2 separate regions of the Mus musculus genome follow, and region 1 is linked to region 2. The links are chromatin contacts, called in public promoter capture Hi-C maps. All regions are on one chromosome and are shown on one strand. The core of a region is the stretch at or near the end of the contact, and the rest is flanking DNA. Distances in the headings are between cores, read along the strand shown. Region 1 holds the start of Cert1 (ceramide transporter 1). Region 2 holds the start of Tbca (tubulin cofactor A).

Region 1 (4,512 bases), core at 824-3,323, 1.8 Mb before region 2:
GCTCAGTGGTTAAGAGTACTGACTGCTCTTCTGAAGGTCCTGAGTTCAAATCCCAGCAACCACATGGTGGCTCATAACCACCCGTAATGAGATCTGGCGCCCTCTTCTGGTATGTTTGAAGACAGCTACAGTGTTCTTATGTGTAATAATAAATAAATCTTTAATAAATAAACAAATCTTAAAAAGAGAAAATGCAAATGTATTACACAATGTGTTTAGTAGATTCTTAAATTATAAAGATGCAATACTGAAACCATCACAATAAAATTTCAAAAATAATCACAGAATTAAATACAACATAATTTTCTACTATGTAAATAAAAGTTAACACTTGGAAGCCTTGCATCTGGCATTCTTAAGTCTATCCCAGGCCTTTTCAATCTAGGACACTGTAGATACTTTAATAGCCTAAATTTCAGACAATTCCAGAAATGATGTTCAAGAACACTAGAAGCAGAATGATTTCTTAATGGGCATTAGCACATGACTTAGTATCTTATGACCAGCTTGTTAAGGGACCAGCCCTGATTCTCCCTCTGGAAACTAACTGCTTGCTCTAAGCATTTCTTAAAGTTTAACAGGAAAGGACTGGGAAGTCATAAAGACTGAGTCTTCCCACAACAAAAACGTAAAATACAACACACTGTGAAATATTAACAAGATCACTTATTTCCAGCCCTATAAATTCTATCTAGGCTTAAAGGAAAGAAAGAAAGAAAGAAAGAAAGAAAGAAAGAAAGAAAGAAAGCTGAAACGGTGCTTTTAAAAGTACAGAGGCAAAACAAAACAAAAAATGTCTTTCCTTTCTGTACAAATACTGCATTACTAAATAACGCTCCTTTTCCTGAACTAAAGGTCGGTCTTCCTTCTGACACGTTCCAACTTACTATTAATATTTCTTATCCACAGCTTGCCAATTCAATAGCTCTTTTCTGAACTTGGACAAGGAGGGGGTAAGGTACAAAAGTGCCGCACACGCTTCCTACACCAAAGATCACTCACACCTCAAAGTTTACTATCTCAGATTTCAAGGCCAAACCCAGTCAACTGGTTTGCCTAAGTTACACCAATTAAGAGCCGAACAGCACCTGCCCCCATTCTGGTAGGGGCCTCCAAAATACAGTCTGAAAGGTCGATTTCACCGCCCTCCTGCCCAGCACTTCTTCAGACACCACGGGTTGCCCAACCCAGATTCCTACACCCCAGACAGCTGCGGCCTTGGGTTCCAAGTTACCAGATGCACCTTGCCTCCCGAACTAGATCACGGATTTAATACAAGCTTTCCAAGGTCCTCCGCCAAAGCTGACAGGATCCAGGAATTGGGGGGCTAGCGGTAAGGACAGTCCCAAGCACCTCCTATCCCATCCCTGGCCAGGCACTCATTCCAAGACGACCTTTCGGCCCCGCACCCCAGCACATTCCGCAGCCCCCGCCCCGGGACAGTCGGTGCCTCCAGTCCAGCCCCACCCCAGGTCCCGAGCGGCTCCCCCTCGCCTCGCGGCAGGTGAGTCCCGGCAGCGGATCCACGGTCCCCGCGGGGCAGCTCACCTTGCTGAGGACCCCGCAGCGCTCCACAGGCGGCCCGGACTCCGTCTCCGGATCCTCCTCCGAGCCCGACGAGTTCCAGCTCTGGTTATCCGACATGGAGACGCGACAGCCGAGCAGGAGACCGGCCCCCGCTCCGCGAGCTGCGCCAGTGCAGGCGCCTAGTCCCTGGGGTGAAGGGTCGGGGGATGGCACCGCCAAGAGAGCCCGCTCCGGGGAGTGAGGGAACAGGAAGAGGGACGAAGCGCGCCCGCCGCGCCGCCGCCGCCGCGCCTGACACCGAGCGGACCGGGGAAGGAGGACGAGCGGCGAAGAAAGCCTGCCCTTCCAGCCGTCAGCCGCCGTGGCCGTGACCCCTGCGCTGCGCCCGGCGCCGCCACCTGAACTCGGCCCCCTAGATGCCAACCTCAGTCAGGGAGGGAGGAGGGGAGGAAGACGGGAAGAGCCAAGCCAACGGCAGAGACCCAGATCCACTCACTCACACCTCCGCTACAGCCGCCATCTTCCTGCCGGGTCCACTATTTACCCTCCCTCCTCTCTCAGCTCCCTCCCCTCCGTCCTCCCATCCTCCCTCCACCCCGCCCCGGGCCCCTCCCGGCGGCTCGCGACGCTCCCTACCTCCGGCCCTCCCGGGTGACGACGGGTAGGGAAGGAGGCGGAGCCGGGAGAGGAGAAAGCTGAACAGGGAAGCCGCTGCGCTGCATTCTGGGAAGGCTGGCGCTCCGTCCGCCGCGCAGCCTCCTGGGAGTTGTAGTCGCAATCCTAGGCAACTGGTGTGTGTCCTGGGCGCGCCTAAAGGCTGGTTGCCTAGGGGAACCTTCTGAAGGCAAGTGGGCTTCTTTTGAGAGTTGCGTGCCCCTTTCCGTCCAGCCTGGCTTCCGATTCTGCCTTGCGTGTTTGTGACGAGCCAGCGAGCCGGGACGTGAGAACCCTCAGGTGAGGATGGTGGGCTGTGCGACGCTGCTTTCCGGAAAGCCCGGGAACATCTTTGCAACTTGCCTGGGCAAAAATGATAGGGACTCCGTCGCTTCACTCAGGTTAGGAGTTTATGATCTCTCCAGTCGCAAACTGAAGATTTGCTTCCTCTCTAAAACCGTCACTGTTAATTCCGAAGGACTACTGTCTATGTCTTCGGAAGTAGACTTAATATTTGACGTTTACTGCTGTTGGAGGAAGAATTCCTTCAGACTATTTTCTCACTGTTAATTTATAGAATTTTTATCTCGTGCAATTAATGTTGAGGTTGTCAGAGAACAAATAACGTTTAAAGAACTTCTTAAAAAGGAAATTAGGGTCATATTATATCCTGAAGTTTTCTCTTAGTTGTGAACAAGTATCTCCCCGGAGACCCATGTTAACCATCTTTTTCCTCCCCGGAAGACAGGATAACTTGGATAGAAACTTTCTATCATTAAGATCAAAATGCGAGTTTTACTAAATAATAAGGAATTAGGCAATAGGTAGCTATCAAATTCCTGATCATTTCCAACTTTGAAATTCCTTATTTAACTGCAGAAAGAATTTCTACCTGCTACCCAGATGGAAAAGTAAGAAATTTTGAGTGTTTGGGGGTAGGGTGGGGTGTTAAGGCACAATGACTAAGAAAAAACAAACAAACAAAACAAACAAAAACTCTGGGAGCAATCGAAGAGTCCTACACTCCACATGACAGGAAGTAGCCCTGAGAAGTTCTTGTGTAGAAGCATTCCTGGAGACTAAATGCAGTAGAATCTAAGTCTACTGTATGTCAGATACAAATGATTTTCCATCGTAAAATCATGACAAACATAACTGAAAGATATTCAAATGAATAAAACCTTAAGAGATAAAGATTTTAAGAATACCTTATCAGGGTGTTAAAACATAGCCCAAGGAGATATATGTACACACACACACACACACACACAGAGAGAGAGAGAGAGAGAGAGAGAGAAGAGGGCAAACCACTTTGTAAATTACAAGAGTATGCATTTAGATAGTTTGCTTTGCTTACTAAGTCAGATATGAATAGAATTTCTGATTCTTGTGCTAGGTTTTAGAATCACTGCTCTTAAAGAAAGTGGTTGTAAATATTGAGGAACTCACCTCACAATGCAATTTAGAATCACAGAAACAGTGTTATGTTTAATTTCTAAAAAGAACCTTCAATTTATTTGGTGACTCATTTAGGTTTTGAGTAATTGTGACCACCAACACCCAGCTCCTGCTTGCTCAGTTGAAAATTGCTTCCTTGTATTTAGTGTTAATGTTTGAGAAATTGCCTCCGTTGCATGGGTCCTTTGTACTAGAGGCTAAGATATTTTAAGTACAGGAAGATTTTTGTCTAGTGATTAGATTACCACATTAGAAATTATGGTTTGCATTATTACTGTTAGCAGAAAGCAGTGCCCTGCAGTAGCCATGCCGGAATGAAGGGTACAAGCTTTCTTTATTTCATAATAAAAATGGCCGCTGTCCAGCTGTCTGTCTTACATAGGGCCTTTTCTAATCCTTGTGCAGTGCTCCTCATTTTCATTAGCTTAATTTTTAGATCTTGTAAAATATGGGGTTTACTTTAGTGTGTAGAATGAAGTAAGAAATTAATTGTTGGTTTTTGGTTTTTTGCAACTGGGCATTTGGACCTGGCATTTTATTAAAGACTATTCTTTGTTTGTTTGTTTGTTTGTTTGTTTGTTTTGGGGGGTTGCTATTATTGTTTTAGTTGGTTGGTTGTTCAGTGATTTGGGGGTTTTTGGGTGTGTGTGGGGTTGGGGGGGGGGTTTGAGACAGGGTTTCTCTGTGTAGCCCTGGCTGTCCTGGAACTCACTTTGTAGACCAGGCTGTCCTCGAACTCAGAAATCCGTCTGCCTCTGCCTCCCGAGTGCTGGGATTTAAGGAGTGTGCCACCATGCCCGGCAAAAATACACTTTTTTTTTTCGGTTTGGTTTGGTTTGGTTTGGTTTGGTTTGGTTTGGTTTGGTTTTTAGA
Region 2 (4,188 bases), core at 1,622-4,121:
CCCTCTGAAACTATAAACAAAGCCCCAATGAAAAGCTTCCTTTTTGAAGTGGCCTTGGTCATGGCATCTAGTCACAGCAACAAAATAGTAACTATGACACCAGCTAAATACTTCCCCTGAAACTCTCTTTTACTTCCATTTAGAATACAAGTTGGGTTACCTCATCTCACGTTAGACTGCCTTCACCATTTCACCTGAACAAGCAGACAGCCATCTTGTACTCACTGCGTTATCTCCCTGATACCAACCATCATTTATTTAACTGCCTATTTCCATACGCTTAACTCTCAATCTCTGTTCAGGCGCCATCCTAACTCCACAACTGGGGACTTGTGAATCACAAGTGCTGTAGGTGAGTAACTTCACAGCCTAACGTATCCAATGGCCTCCAGGACAAAAGCCTGCAGTATAAATCCCAGTGGCTCTCAACTGTGAGGAAAAACTAAATGACCCAGAGTCCTACATGGTAGAGAGAGTGAACTCCTGAAGACTGTCCTCTGACTTCCATACCTGTGCTTTGGCATAGGCACCCCCCACCCCATACAGAGTAAATAAATAAATGCAAGTTTTATAAAATACAACAAACCCAATGAGCAGAAAGAATCCCTTTCATAAAACCAAGAACATTCTTGAATCATGAAACTAAGAAGTCTTTGGAACTAAATCTGGAGAAGGAAAAGCAGCACGCCCTTTAAGCTCTTGGGCCCAAGATCATTCTTCCCCAACAATTAATGTCTGCCTCATTTATGCTCCCCTTTGGATGAGATAAAATGTAGAATTCCGCCTTAGTCTATTAACACAGAAGACAATCACAGTAAAATAAGTTTTCAGGAAAAAATAAAGAAGTAATGTTTATGGATGTAGATATTATACAGCAAGATAAAATGCAGGTAATCAACAAGTGAAATACAAATTTTAAGTTTAAAAGTGTATGTCCCTGTTTTACAGTATGCAAGAAGAAATGCTACACCTCATGTCAACAAAGGGCCAGGGAAGATGCGTATGATACACATTCATTTAATAAGCAACTTGAGATTATGGTAAATTATGAGTTTCATGAAAATTATTAACTTATTGAAATATGAATACCAAAAGTAAACTTTGATAATGTCCTATTAATCTACCCAGAAAACTTTATCTACTTCTGTGCAGTTTATGTAGGCATCTGAGAATTTGTCAATGTCTCACAAGCTAGTTCTTAATTACTTAAAGGACGTTTCTCTAGCATATGTATGGTTAGGCTATAACTACTTGAACTAAATAAATTTATAGAATAGATCAAGAGGGTGATAAAATCAACAACATATTAATGGGAAAACATTTAGAAATGTTTTCTCATGATATTTACTTTAAAGCAGTCTCTTATACCTCCGGGTTCTTTTCTGCAAAATAGACAATATGCTAAAGGAAATGACACAGCCAAGGAAAGTCTGGCAAAAGAGAAGAAACGTGTGGGCTGAGGGACAGCGCGGATTACTTACTGTATGCTATAGATCTCATATTCCCCTCCTGTGTTATCACACAGTCTAATGCTCTATCACCGCATCCCAGCTGGAGCCAGGATCCTTGTTTCATTTGCTTGCTCTGCTACTAACCTGAAGTGTGACTTCAGCCACATTCTGAAAACTGCACTCATAAACATGTACTGAGCAAAACCTATATGGTGTATCTTATTTATTTGAATCACACTGTATCAAAAATGTAGCAGGTATTTCTTCCAAAAACTGAATTCAGGGAGAATTTGGACTCTATCTTCCAAATTCAGTAAGAAGAGGCACAGTACAACGATGAAATATGTTCCAGAATACATAAAACCAGATTTGAAGTCAGGCACAATTCAGAACCGACTGTCTATCCCCCCCACCTTCACCCCCGCCCCGCCCCCCTACCATACCCTAGCTGCCTTTGTAATAAAAGCTTCCAAAGTACCGTTCGAAGTACTAAAACTCGGGCAGTATCTCTAAAAGTGATTCTCTCCTCTATGGGTTGACCTCCCTCTGATGGAATATCAATAAACGGTGGAGAGATGGAGCAACAGGAAAAAAAGCTATTTCCCCTGCAGAACGATCTGCTTCGTAAGGAGGCTGTGTATCTTTTCCCTTGGAATGTTTCGGTATGATCAGCTTGGGTCTGAACAAAACTAGTTCTAATGAGCACTGCAATATGTACAGTCGGGAGTCAAGGCAAGTCACAAGACTGGCCTGGCCTATTCCTGGGAGGCAGCAGCCCACAGCTCCGGGGCGAGCTTCGGGGAAGAAGTTTGCAGAGGTGCTCACGTTCAAGCCCCAGTTCCCAAACTCTGGAAGTGAGCCATGTCAGAGGCCAGGGCCCCGCCATTGTGTATTCTGAGTGAGGCCCATGATCTCAGCGTCCCTTAAACTTGAGCGCTGTCCAGTCCACCTGAGGCCAGGCCAGGGCGGACTCCGCCTCCCTACTGCAAAGTTCAGGGAGCCGGCGCCCCGCACGCACAGGCCGAGGCCCTCCAGGCACAGGTCGCCCTCCTCTTCCTCCTCCTCCCGGCCTACGAGCGCGGAGGACGCCTCCGAGCCTCGCACGGAAGGCGGCCAGGCCAGCGCCGAGGTCGCGCCGAGCCCTGCACGGAGGGCGGCAGGGCCAGCGCCGAGGGCGGCTCCCTGCCAGCGCCAGCCTAGGCGTGTGCGGGCCCCTCGCATCCCGCCCGCCGAGGCCTGGAAGCCGCGCCCGCATCGGGCCTACGCTCCGCCCGGCTTCCCCGGCGGTGAGAAGGGAAGAGCGAGCGTCAGCCGCGGAGCCGCCGGCCGTTCCTTACCGCCTCACTACTCCGGTCTTGATCTTGATCTGCCTCACGCGAGGATCGGCCATGGTCCCTAAGGCGCCGCAGGAAGGAGAGGCGGGGCTGCGCGGCGCGCCGGCGCAGAAGGGGCGGTGGAGTGGGCGTGGAGCCCAGAGTGCGCGCATGCGTACCTGGAGAGCCCGACCCCGCCTCGCCTCCCGACTCTTACCTGGAATCCTTGCATCTAGACTGCTGGTACCTAGAGCTGGAGACTCTCAAAGCCCTATACCAGCTGCTTCTCCCTGGTGCTTGGACAGGATTTGTACACAAGCTGCACTTTTATTTTCTCAGTCTCCATAGCCTGAGTTAAGAAACTTTCTGTTCCTGAGAAAGTGAACAGGATTAGCTGCTTAATGGACAGTGTGACTTAGAAACTATTAACAAGGATAATTTTTGTTTTCACTGTCTGTTGTCAAATGGAGAAAGAGATCTGTGTTTGATGAAATAAAATACCATAATGCAGACAGTCAAAAGAAATTTTTAATTTTAATTTAATTTTTTTTTTTACATTCCAATCCATGCCCCCTCTTCCGGTTCCCTTTCTCCATATAGTCCCTTCCCTTTCCAGAGTGTTACTTATGTAAATTGTCTTGTGATGTTTGAGTTTATGGAGAGAGGACTCTGGGAGTAAGGAGGTTCCTCTTGTCCTAAATTTTAGCAAGTTTGTTTCAAGTGTCCAGCAAGACTCCCCGTCCTGAGACATGCTGGCCCCCTACCCCTGAGACAGGGAGAAAACAGTACAGCATTGCACCTTCTTGGCCTAGAGGGGAGCAGCCCTTTCCTCCTAGCCTGATGGCCTGAGACCAATCTGCAGGACTCAAAAGTGGTAGAGTGTAAGAACCAGCTCTCGCAAGTTGTCCTTTGACCTCTGCAAGTTCACTGTGGCTTGCAAATATACACAGAAGTGTATGAAATAAACGCTTGGTTTTTGTTTTTTAAGTTGTGTAAAAGTATGCCTACACTGGCAACAAAATGGCAGAATCCCATCCACAGAGAGAATCTCTGACTGGGGGACTCCGAGGGACTTCTCCAGTGCTTTGTGCAGGGTGTTGTAAGAACCTGTTTCGATGGTGTCATCTATCCGCTCCCTGCTATTTATTTGTTCATCTCCTTTTTCTTGCTACACACTTAATGGACTCAGTCATTTGAGAGCAAATGACTAGCCACCTATCTCACATGTGGAGTTCTATCCTTTAGCGAACACAGGACCCCGGCACTCAACCTCCTTGAAGAGCCCTAAGAAATAATGCCCACGTCACGTGACAGGTGTATAGAGGGTGGCATTCAGCACAATGCCTAAACACAGCAGACATGGGACAACTTTTGACTCCACCATATTTTCCAAGATACAATTTGCATAGAACAAGGCACCCTGA

The links. Promoter capture Hi-C pulls out the DNA fragments that hold promoters and counts their contacts.
Region 1: a promoter capture Hi-C map of liver shows a contact between it and region 2, with 4 times the contacts expected there. The contact joins the promoter of Cert1 here to the promoter of Tbca in region 2. A contact is called at or near these places in 1 of 39 promoter capture datasets (liver) and 1 of 115 datasets of contacts at active chromatin or transcription factors (thymic regulatory T cells).

Annotation. Positions count from the first base shown.
Region 1 is chr13:96,540,296-96,544,807 of GRCm38.p6, reverse strand. Cert1 (ceramide transporter 1) reads right to left here and starts at 2,073. Exons shown (of 18, transcript NM_023420.2): 1 at 1,549-2,073. The coding sequence starts at 1,644. It overlaps Polk (polymerase (DNA directed), kappa), which reads left to right and starts at 2,229. Exons shown (of 15, transcript NM_012048.3): 1 at 2,229-2,481.
Region 2 is chr13:94,787,603-94,791,790 of GRCm38.p6, reverse strand. Tbca (tubulin cofactor A) reads right to left here and starts at 2,871. Exons shown (of 4, transcript NM_009321.3): 1 at 2,789-2,871. The coding sequence starts at 2,841.